2 separate regions of the Sus scrofa genome follow, and region 1 is linked to region 2. A link is a contact called in public HiChIP or PLAC-seq data. All regions are on one chromosome and are shown on one strand. The core of a region is the stretch at or near the end of the contact, and the rest is flanking DNA. Distances in the headings are between cores, read along the strand shown. Region 1 overlaps DCAF5 (DDB1- and CUL4-associated factor 5). Region 2 overlaps ACTN1 (actinin, alpha 1).

The links. HiChIP or PLAC-seq counts read pairs in DNA pulled down with a chosen protein or histone mark.
Region 1: a contact with region 2 is called in an H3K27ac HiChIP or PLAC-seq map of alveolar macrophages. The contact joins two enhancer-like sites. A contact is called at or near these places in 2 of 2 datasets of contacts at active chromatin or transcription factors (alveolar macrophages and skeletal muscle).

The regions. Positions count from the first base shown.
Region 1 is chr7:92,723,293-92,728,028 of Sscrofa11.1, reverse strand. All of the region lies in intron 8 of DCAF5 (DDB1- and CUL4-associated factor 5), which reads left to right. Among named protein-coding and RNA genes, the nearest start is that of ACTN1, 81 kb to the right of the region's middle. Within about 2 kb of position 3,093, at least 5 of the 83 cell types and tissues checked have an H3K27ac peak or open chromatin away from gene starts, as enhancers often do. A contact at or near this core is called in alveolar macrophages, where this site is marked.
Region 2 is chr7:92,588,235-92,592,915 of Sscrofa11.1, reverse strand. All of the region lies in intron 1 of ACTN1 (actinin, alpha 1), which reads left to right. Among named protein-coding and RNA genes, the nearest start is that of ACTN1, 54 kb to the left of the region's middle. Within about 2 kb of position 3,020, at least 22 of the 83 cell types and tissues checked have an H3K27ac peak or open chromatin away from gene starts, as enhancers often do. A contact at or near this core is called in alveolar macrophages, where this site is marked.

The DNA.
Region 1 (4,736 bases), core at 1,844-4,343, 140 kb before region 2:
AGAGCTTGCGACTGAGAGACCCAGCCTGGCCTGTGTCCATAGATGTGTCCAAGGATGGCCCAGTGCTGATCACTCCCATTCCAGTCACCAGAAAGCCTTTTCCACATCTGAGAAAATGAGGGTTCGGAGCAAATGTTAAATTCCTGAGGACCCTGTGATAACTTGATTTTTAAGTAAGGCCAGATAGTCCATCCCCACCCCCACCCCTACCCCCGTGCTTCGTTGCCACCCCCAGCAAAAATTGAAAGTCTCGTTTTTTTCCCCCAAAGTGACATTGAAAACCTGAGGGAGTTTTCAGGGGAAAAGTAAAATTTTATTTTCAATGAATTGATACTTTTCCTTGTCTTTTGTTCTTTATATGTGTATGTATATATCCAGAGTTAAACCAGGTTGTATCTGAGGCAGAGGAGGCTATCAGACATGTCATGTCATGTTGGAGTGTGGGTCAATATTTGTATTTGTCCTCACTCCAATTTTCTTTGGGTTTTGTCGAGCATGGGGATCAGGGCTGACTTTCATGACTGCGCACACTTGTGTACCCACAGGGCAAGAACAGGACTTTTAGATCATTTTACTGACTTTTCTGCTTACAGATGATGGGGCTTAAATTATAAACTTACTGCCTGGGGTTAATTACACTGCTAATTTAGTGGTAAAGCCAAGATAGAGCCTGTTCTTTGTTCTTCCCAGCGTACTGCTGCACTTGCCACGCTAGTGCCTGATGCCCCTGATGCTGGATTCGATCATTTCAGTAGTCCTTTGCTTGGCCGGTCGTTGCCTTGGCCCTTCCCTTCTCCTTTATGTGGCGCTTGTGTTGGCACAGTAGCATATCTTCTCTGGGCCTGTCGACATCATCCTCTTTCTCAGAAAGCTCTGCTTGAGCACCTTCTTTAGAAGGGAGAGTCCTGCTTGGCTGTGCACTCTGGGATGCTCCTGTGCTCTCTCCCCAGTTACTGTTTAGTCTACTGGAGTCTGCACCTGGAAGGTCATAGGTTGGAAACTAGCCAGGTTCTCAGAGGAGAAGGAGAATGAAATATTCTCTCTGTGAGGTTATCCAGACTGAACTGTGGATTCCAGTGGGGTCTGAACCCTGCACCTCCAGGAGCCACATCCAGCCACATGAAGCCTTAGGTCGGTGCTATTAGTGCAGCTCTTTGAGTCTCTTCCGTCCGCCATGTGAGGATGCCAGCGATGTTTTTGATGTCTAGGAGCAGCTTATGATTTACCTGTGCCTGACAATTTGTGACTATTTTAATTAATGGCACTTTGTTGTTTCTGAGAGGATCAGTGGCTTAAAGAGTATTATGTTGTAGTCTACCACATTCTAGTCCAGCCTGCTTTTCTCTCTCCACTTTTCTCTCCACTGACTCCACCTTCTCCCTGACTTGTCCTTTCTGCCTGGAGGAGAAGAGTCTCTGTTGTTATCCTCAGCCTCTTCTTACCCATCACAGGTCTTCTATCCCCTTAAATGCCCACAGTTAGCAAAAAATGGGGTTCGCTTTATAGTTAAACATGAGAGAAGAAGGTGAAGCAAATGTTGGCATTTTCCCCTCAAAGATAAAGATTCGTTTATTAACCCTATATTTGTGATCTGTGCCTACTGTGTGCAATTTGTTCTAGGCCCTGTGAGGAACACAAAGAAAGGTAATGCAAGTCCCCATAGGAATTGATGACCCAGTAGGAGAGACAAGAAATAAAGGTAATAAAAAAATGCAGTAGGTGTACAAGAGATAGAAACACTGCTGTGTGAAGAGGAGAGATTCTTCCCCCCCCAGTCTGGGGTAATCTTGGCATAAAACTTGAACGAGATTTTGAAGGAAAAAGGCTATAAAAGAAGAGAGAGGCATAAGATAGGAAGACCATAGAGTTCCCATCATGGTTCAGTGGTAATGAACCCAACTAGTATCCATGAGGACGCAGGTTCGATCCCTGGCCTCATTCAGTGCATTAAGGATCCGGTGTTGCCATGAGCTGTAGGTTGCTGTGGCCCTAAAAAGCAAAAAAAAAGATAGGAACCATTGTAAGGTGAGAGAATGGATATTATTTCACTGAATCAGTAAATATTTGTTGATCACCTACTGTGTTCCAGGCATTGTGCTTTTGAGTAAATGATCAGAAGCAGCAGCCTTTGGACCTATTTAGAAAATGACCATGTATAGCCAAAATGAAGAGCATAAAGAGAGGGCTAAGAATAAGGCTGAGTGAGAAGGTAAGCCAGGTTAGAGAGTGTCTAGCACCCCTCAATAACAATGTAAGTCCCTTTTTGTGTGGGGTTTTTTCCTTGGTAGATGGGAAAATGTCTAAATTTAGTGTAATAGCACAGAGAGAGAAAAGGGCTTAGAGATGCAACATCAAGCGTGTCATGGTCACCTGTGTAGATCAGAACACTTGTTACTTAAATTGCTTTCCATTTCGATGATGTCTGAATAAGAATTGAACAGTGTCCTTTTCCTTAGAAGCCTTTTTTTTTTTGTTATTGTTGTTTTGTCTTTTTAGGGCTGCCCTGGCAGCATATGGAGGTTCCCAGGCTGGGGTCCAATCAGAGCTGTAGGTGCTGGCCTATGCCAGAGCCACAGCTCATGGCAATGCCAGATCCTTAACCCACTGAGCAAGGCCAGGGATGGAACCCACAACCTCGGATGCTAGTAGGGTTCGTGAACCACTGAGCCATGACGGGAACTCCTTTAGAAGCCTTTTGAGCTAATCTTTTCATTGGGCTTGGTGAGAAAGCTACTTATCCCTCCTCCTTTCCTCATGAACCTTGCCCCAAGAAGAGGATTATCTAGCCACATTTAACTTGCAACAGGAAGTTGTGTTTTCATTGCGTCACTTCTGAGTTGTTGGCTTTCAGTGTAAAAAAAAAAAAAAAATTAATTTACAGATGTTTGAAATTGATATTTTAAGAGTGAGAACTAACATCATCAGGATGGTCAGTGTCTCTGGTGTTCAAAATCTCTTTGAGAATGGATCTAAAACCTCCTGGCTGAGGTATTCAGTTGCCAAATGAAAAGGACAGCATCACATTTATTGGTGGTTTGGTATGAGTTTATCATTTCATCATTCTCGTTTCTGCAGACGAGAAAGGTTTCAAGGGTGAAGTCATTTGCCCAGGGCCATGTGGAGTGGTGGGGCTCGGGTTCCTACTGTTCTGCCTGCTCCCGCAGCTCTGTGCTCTGAGTCTCTTGAGGACTAAAGATTGGATGTCTGGCATTGGGGTTTTATTTAGCTCTGAATCTTAGGGTTGGATGAGACCCATCTAATTCACTGTTTAGATGAGGACGCCGAGCTTCACCCAGCGAACTAGAACTGTGTGGGAACCCACACTCAAGCCTCCTGCCTCTGGATCCAGCATTTTGTTCCATTACTCTAAGCTTCAGGAATGAGAGTCTACCTCAGCTTAATACATTCCAGAGCCCATATAAAAGCTGACTTTCCGTATTATGATTTTCATTCCTGAAGTGAAGATATAGGGGGCTGGGTATTAGATTAGAACCTATGCTTTTTGGATAGTTGGACCAGCATCTCACCATTAATATTTTGTAATTCTGTTGAATTCTGAGTTTCTGGGAAGTACATATAGATTTATCTTCATATTATACAATGTGGTTAGTGACATTTTACGTTTTTAGACTGAGGAAGTGAGAGATTTGACCCAGAATTTAGACTAAGACCTGAAAACATCCTAAGGGGCTTTGCCTTCTGAGCCCCTCATTTTTTTCCTAAGCCAACAAATGTTTAGAAATAAACAGAGACAAATGTTTGCAGAGATAGTCACTTATATGTTAAGCCTGTTGCTGAAGGTCAGGTCTAAATGTTTCCTGAACACTGAGTCTCACCAAGAATTTGAGAACCTCTTCAAACAAATCTTTTATTTTCTGCTACTTATTTTATGCTAACTGTATTCCAGTGTTTCTTACAAGTTGGTCCCCCTACTTTCTCACCCCTTGAGTGCTTATTAGAATGCAGAGCCCCGGTCCCTTCCTGAATCAGAATCTCTAAGGGTGATGCTCAGGAGTCAGCACTGTAATTACTCTTCAGGTAATTCACATGCACACCAAAGTTTGAGAACCACTGCCTTAAAACTCCCCTGGGTGAGGTTATGAAACTGGAGATGGGAGAACACCTGAGGAGTTGTGGGCAGGAAACAAAGTTAAAAGACTGAATTTGAGTTGGGAATTGGTAAAGAGAGGTAGCCTAGGTTTCTCCAAGCCCTCTTGAACTGGGGATCCTCCAAAGAGAGACTCCCAGGGGATCCAAGTAAGATCTAGAGAGAGCAGGCCTCAGGAAAGTGCTCAGAAGAAGGCTAACTTGGGAGTTCTCTGGTGGCCTAGCAGTTAAGGATTTAGTATTGTCACTTCTGTGGGTCGGGTTTGTTTTTTTTTTTTTTTTTTTTTTTTTTTTTTTTTTTTGCTATTTCTTGGGCCGCTCCCACAGCATGTGGAGGTTCCCAGGCTAGGGGTCCAGTGGGAGCTGTAGCCACTGGCCTACGCCAGAGTCACAGCAACTCGGGATCCGAGCCGCGTCTGCAACCTACACCACAGCTCATGGCAACGCCGGATCGTTAACCCACTGAGCAAGGGCAGAGACCGAACCCGCAACCTCATGGTTCCTAGGCGGATTCGTTAACCACTGCGCCACGACGGGAACTCCTGTGGGTCGGTTTTAATCCCTGGCCCAGGAACTTCACATGCTGTGGGCTCAGCCAAAAAAAAAAAAAAAAAAAAGGCTAGTTTGTC
Region 2 (4,681 bases), core at 1,771-4,270:
CCCTCACCAAGCACAGGCCTTTGGCGGGTAACACTGTGCATCCAGCCTATGGTCCCTTCTTTATTATATTGAACCCTGCAGCTCCTGTGCTTCATCCTGATAATAGTAGCTCCCATTTATTGAGCCTTAGGGGTGGGTGATTGTGCTTAGGACTTGCCACGTGTCACTGTGTTGAGCCACACTGCCTTGGAGGCGTGTTCTATTATTATACCCATTTTACAGATATGGAGATTGAGGGTTGAAGTGAAGTCACGTGCCCAAGGTTACTCAGGGGCAGAAATGGGATTAGATCCAGGTCACTCTCGCTCTGGAGTCAGGTTCCACATCATTGCTTTTTGCCCAGGGCTGTACCCAGCACGTTTATTCACCAGTCCATGGGAGGGTCTTTCAGATATTGGGGACGATCCCTGAGTCCACACTTCTCTTCTCTTGTCGAAGAGCCCCAGGTACCAGAGTTCCCTCAAAGACATGTTTCTAATCTACTCACCATCTAGAATGATCTCCCACCTCTGGGCAGCTGCCTGCCTTCCCTGGGGCTCTGCTCTGCTCACCTCTCTCCCCCGCCCCTAGAAAGATGCCCATCCCGTGCCAGCTCTACTAATGGTCTATCAACTCAAGACTCTGTGCTCATGCTAACCAGAGTCACAAGATGTATCCTACCTGTCTGGCTTTTTTGAATCTTGGCTTTGGTTCTGCTGTTCCCTTCCAGCTCCACGCCTGCAAATGCACCTGAAATCCACATTATCCTGGAGGAGCCGAAAGTGTGTGGGACTGGGAGTCAGGAGGCCACGTTGTGAACATACCCTGCTGTGTGGCCTGGGAAAAGTCACTCACCCTCTCTGGTCCAAGTGTCCCCAGTTGTAAAGTGAGGGTTTGACTTGGATGATGCCAAGCATCTCTTCCAGCTTTTACGTTCTTGGATGAAATATGTTGCTCAGCATGAACTTGTAATAATTCTCTCTCATTATGTGGTAACTGTAATGACAGATAATTATGGAGCAGTGTTCCTGGCCTTCTTTTCAGTGTTTAAGTGAATCGTCTCATTGAATTCTGCACCAGCCTCATGCTGTTATTGCCCCATTTTATAGACAGGTGCCTTGAGGCAGAGCCATGTGAATCACTTGTCCAAGCACCACGTGGCTAGAAGCTGATGGGCCTGAGCTTTGCCTTGTCATCTTCAGAGTGATTGAATCCTTCCAATCACTTGGATTTTGCTCTGTGAAGTGACCCCGAGCAAGTCCTGTGACCTTCCTGTGCTCAGCTTCCCTCTTCCCACTATTCACGGTCAAGACTTGAATGCTGCTTGGTTTCAAAAGCTCAGCCCCTGACTCATGCTTATGGGGTAACCAGATCCCAGCTGGGCGGGATTGTTCAGACACCTCTCAGAATCTAAAATTTAGACAATAATGATGACGGTAGTGGCAACTTCTTGCATATTTAATATTTTGAACACATATTAGTATATTATTATTAAGAGCATAAAATAACACTACTGATATGTTAATATTATCTTTTTTCCTTTTTTTTTTGTTGTAAAATGCACTACACTTTTATTTAATCTTCATTGCAGTCCTGCCTGGTAGATGCAGTTGTCCCCATTTTACAGATGTGAAAACTGAGGCTCAGAGTCATATGCTAAGAGGCACTTGCCTTCTGAAGACATTTTAAAGGAAGTATAGGGACAGGATACTTGCTAAAGATGTAATGGAAAGCTCGGAGAGGATTCTGTGTGAGAGCAGGACTGTGAGACCCACAGAGAAGGCAGACAACGATGCTTCTCTCTCTCCATCAACTCCGTGGGTCTCAGTCCAGCTCAGGTGTCCTATACTCCCCCACCTCCTGATGGAGCCTGGCCAGCCCCAATGCAACCTTGAACCACAACTGCAGGATAGTTACGTCTTTGCCTCCTAAAATCCCCTTTATACCAGATGCAACGTGGGTCTGTGCTTTAAGGTCAAGTGGGAAATTGAGCAGGAGTCCAGGTTCTCTGCCAGCACTGCCCTCTCTGTCCAGGGCCCTTGAGGCTGTGGGGAGAGGGGCTGTGAGAAGGGACCCAGCCCTCACCGTAGCTCTGGGAGCACTTCCAGCATGGTACCCGGGCCCTTTCCTGAGACTCGTCTGCATCCCTGAGCTCAGAGTGAGTCCACTGAAGGCCCCTAAGCTCCTCCTGTCTCCTTACTCTGGCTGTGAGCCAGAGCAGGGACGCCGGAGCAGAGGAAGTCAGCTAGGGCAGGGCCTGATTGGGGGTGAGGCAGTAAAATGGCCCCCTGCCCACTATCTAGATGAGGCCAGACCATAACCCTATTGGCATAGCAGTGCCCACCCTTCTGGGGTGTCCGGGCTGGAGGCCCTTGGGGCCAGGCCCTCTAGCCATGGGCATCCCTTATGGCTGTTGGCTTTTCCTCCTGCTAAGGGGTGGGTGCTCCCTCTGTCATCCTGTGGGAGCTGGGGTGTCAAGGTCAGGGCCTCCCCGTGCTGGAGGAGGGGTGTGGCTGTGAGGAGGGGTGTGCGTGGAGGACCTCACCTCTGGGCCTGCTCTCCCCTCCTTGGCCCCATCAGCCTCCTCTGCTGGGGACCCACCAGGCCACCGTCAAAGTCACAGCCTCTCTCCCTGTAATGCATCAGCGCCTGGTCAAGGAGGGTCCTCAGACACAAGGTATCATCTTGGGGACCCAGTGCAGCACTTGTAGGGGTGGGAGGCAAGGAGGAGGTGCGGGTGGGAGCACAGAGGGCAGGGACCTCTGAGGCCCCTCCCCAGGCAGGTTCCAGGGCAGCTAATTTTTCTCCTCCCTCTTACCATTTATTGGGCACCTTCTAAGAGGCAGGTCCCCCTGAGACATTTTTTAGTTAATGCCCTTGACTTCTGTGAAGTGCTCCCACTCCGCTACTTTATTGCTGAGGGACCTGAGGTTTAGGCAGGTGAGTCTGTGGCTCACACGGTGGTACAGAGTGGATCTAAGCGCTGAACCGCATCTGGTTCCCCCCAAGTGCATGTACTTAATCACTGAGTTACCCCACCCTTTCCTCTATGGCCTGAGCTTCGAGCTGGGTGCTTCTTGCTGGGGGAAGCTTCCTGCGGGGGAGGTGCTGGAGGCCCCCTTCATGGCAGTTACCTGTGGGGGCCGGGCTGGGCGCTTGGGGATTTTAGCTAAGTGCAGCCTCAGAGACCCGGCTTTGTAGGGGGGGTGTGCAGCGGTGGGGGGGGGGTGCGCATGGGGGGCTGGAATCTGGGCAAACACAGGTGCTTTTCAGCCTCCGGGCCTTGGCGTCTCCAGGAAGTGGGGCTGGCTGCTTTCAACAGCACTTTTCCTCTTTGCAAAAGTGGTATCTTTTTTACACACACCCGGCCTCTTCCTCCTTCCTCTCCCCCCCCACCCCCAACGACTGGGTAGTAAACAGATTTCCCAGCTGGGGGTGCTGCCGATTCCCACCAGGCCCTGGGCCTTGTTGGACCTGAAACTATCCCTTTGAGCTGCTGGGGGGATCTACTTCCTTCCCTCCTGAGAAGACCCCAAGCAGGGGCTGGGTGAGGGCCCTGGAGGGAGAAGAGAGCAAAGGCTGTGGAAATAACTGACGGTGGTAAATGCCCCACCCTGCCCCGCCCTGCCGTGAACTTAGAGTGTGATGACACCTGGGCAGAAGCGCCTATGTGGACAGAGAGCAGCTGCGAGAGAATAAGGAACCACAAACTATATTTATTTTAAAGATTTTTGAAATCCTTTAATATTTTTTGCATCAAGACATGTACAGCAGGAGTTTCCCTTGTGGCGCAGCAGAAACGAATCCGACTTGGAACCATGAGGTGGCGGGTTTGATCCCTGGCCTCGCTCAGTGGGTTAAGGATCCATCGTGGTGGTGAGCTGTGGTGTAGGTCACAGACGTGGCTCCAGTCTGGCATTGCTGGGGCTGTGGTGTAGGCAGGCCAGTGGCTACAGCTCCGATTAGACCCCTAGCCTGGGAACCTCCAAATGCCGCAGGTGGGGCCGTAAAAGGCAAAAAAGGCAAAAAAAAAAAAAAAAAAAGTACAACCAAAGGAAAAGAAAAACTAAGTAGTCCCTCAGCCCCTGCTAGGTTTGCAATGCCAGCATCAGGGGATGGGGACCGCAGGAGATACTGAGTATTTCTTGCCCTGTTGCATCCCCTTTCCTCTGGGCTTCTACCTCCAGAGGGTCCCGAGAGGCGTGTTTGGCCCGTCACCCCTCTGCCCTGATGCCGTTCAGGTGCGGTTGGATCTCCCAGGACCCTCCCACTTTGCATGGGTTCTTTACTTTGCTCCTTCACCCCGTTGTCTCAATTTTATTTTCTTTTTTATGGCCGCACCTGCGGCTCCTGGGCCAGGGGTCGAATTGGAGCTATAGCTGCAGCCTGTGCCACAGCCATGACAATACCGGATCTGGATCTGGATTTGAGCCACATCTGTGATCTACACTTGCGACAATGCTGGATCCTTAATCCACTGAGCGAGGCCAGGGATCAAACCTGCATCCTCATGGAGACAGTGCTGGATTCTTAACCTGCTGAGCCACAATGGAAACTCCCATTTGTCTAATTTTTGCATCCACTAGAATGTCTGTTGCACAGGGCAAGGACTCGGGGTGTTTTGTTCACTGCCGTGCCCTGAGACTCTAGGCTGAGCATTGAGTCCAGGTGCGAAGCTGACCAGTGGCCCCCATGCAATGGA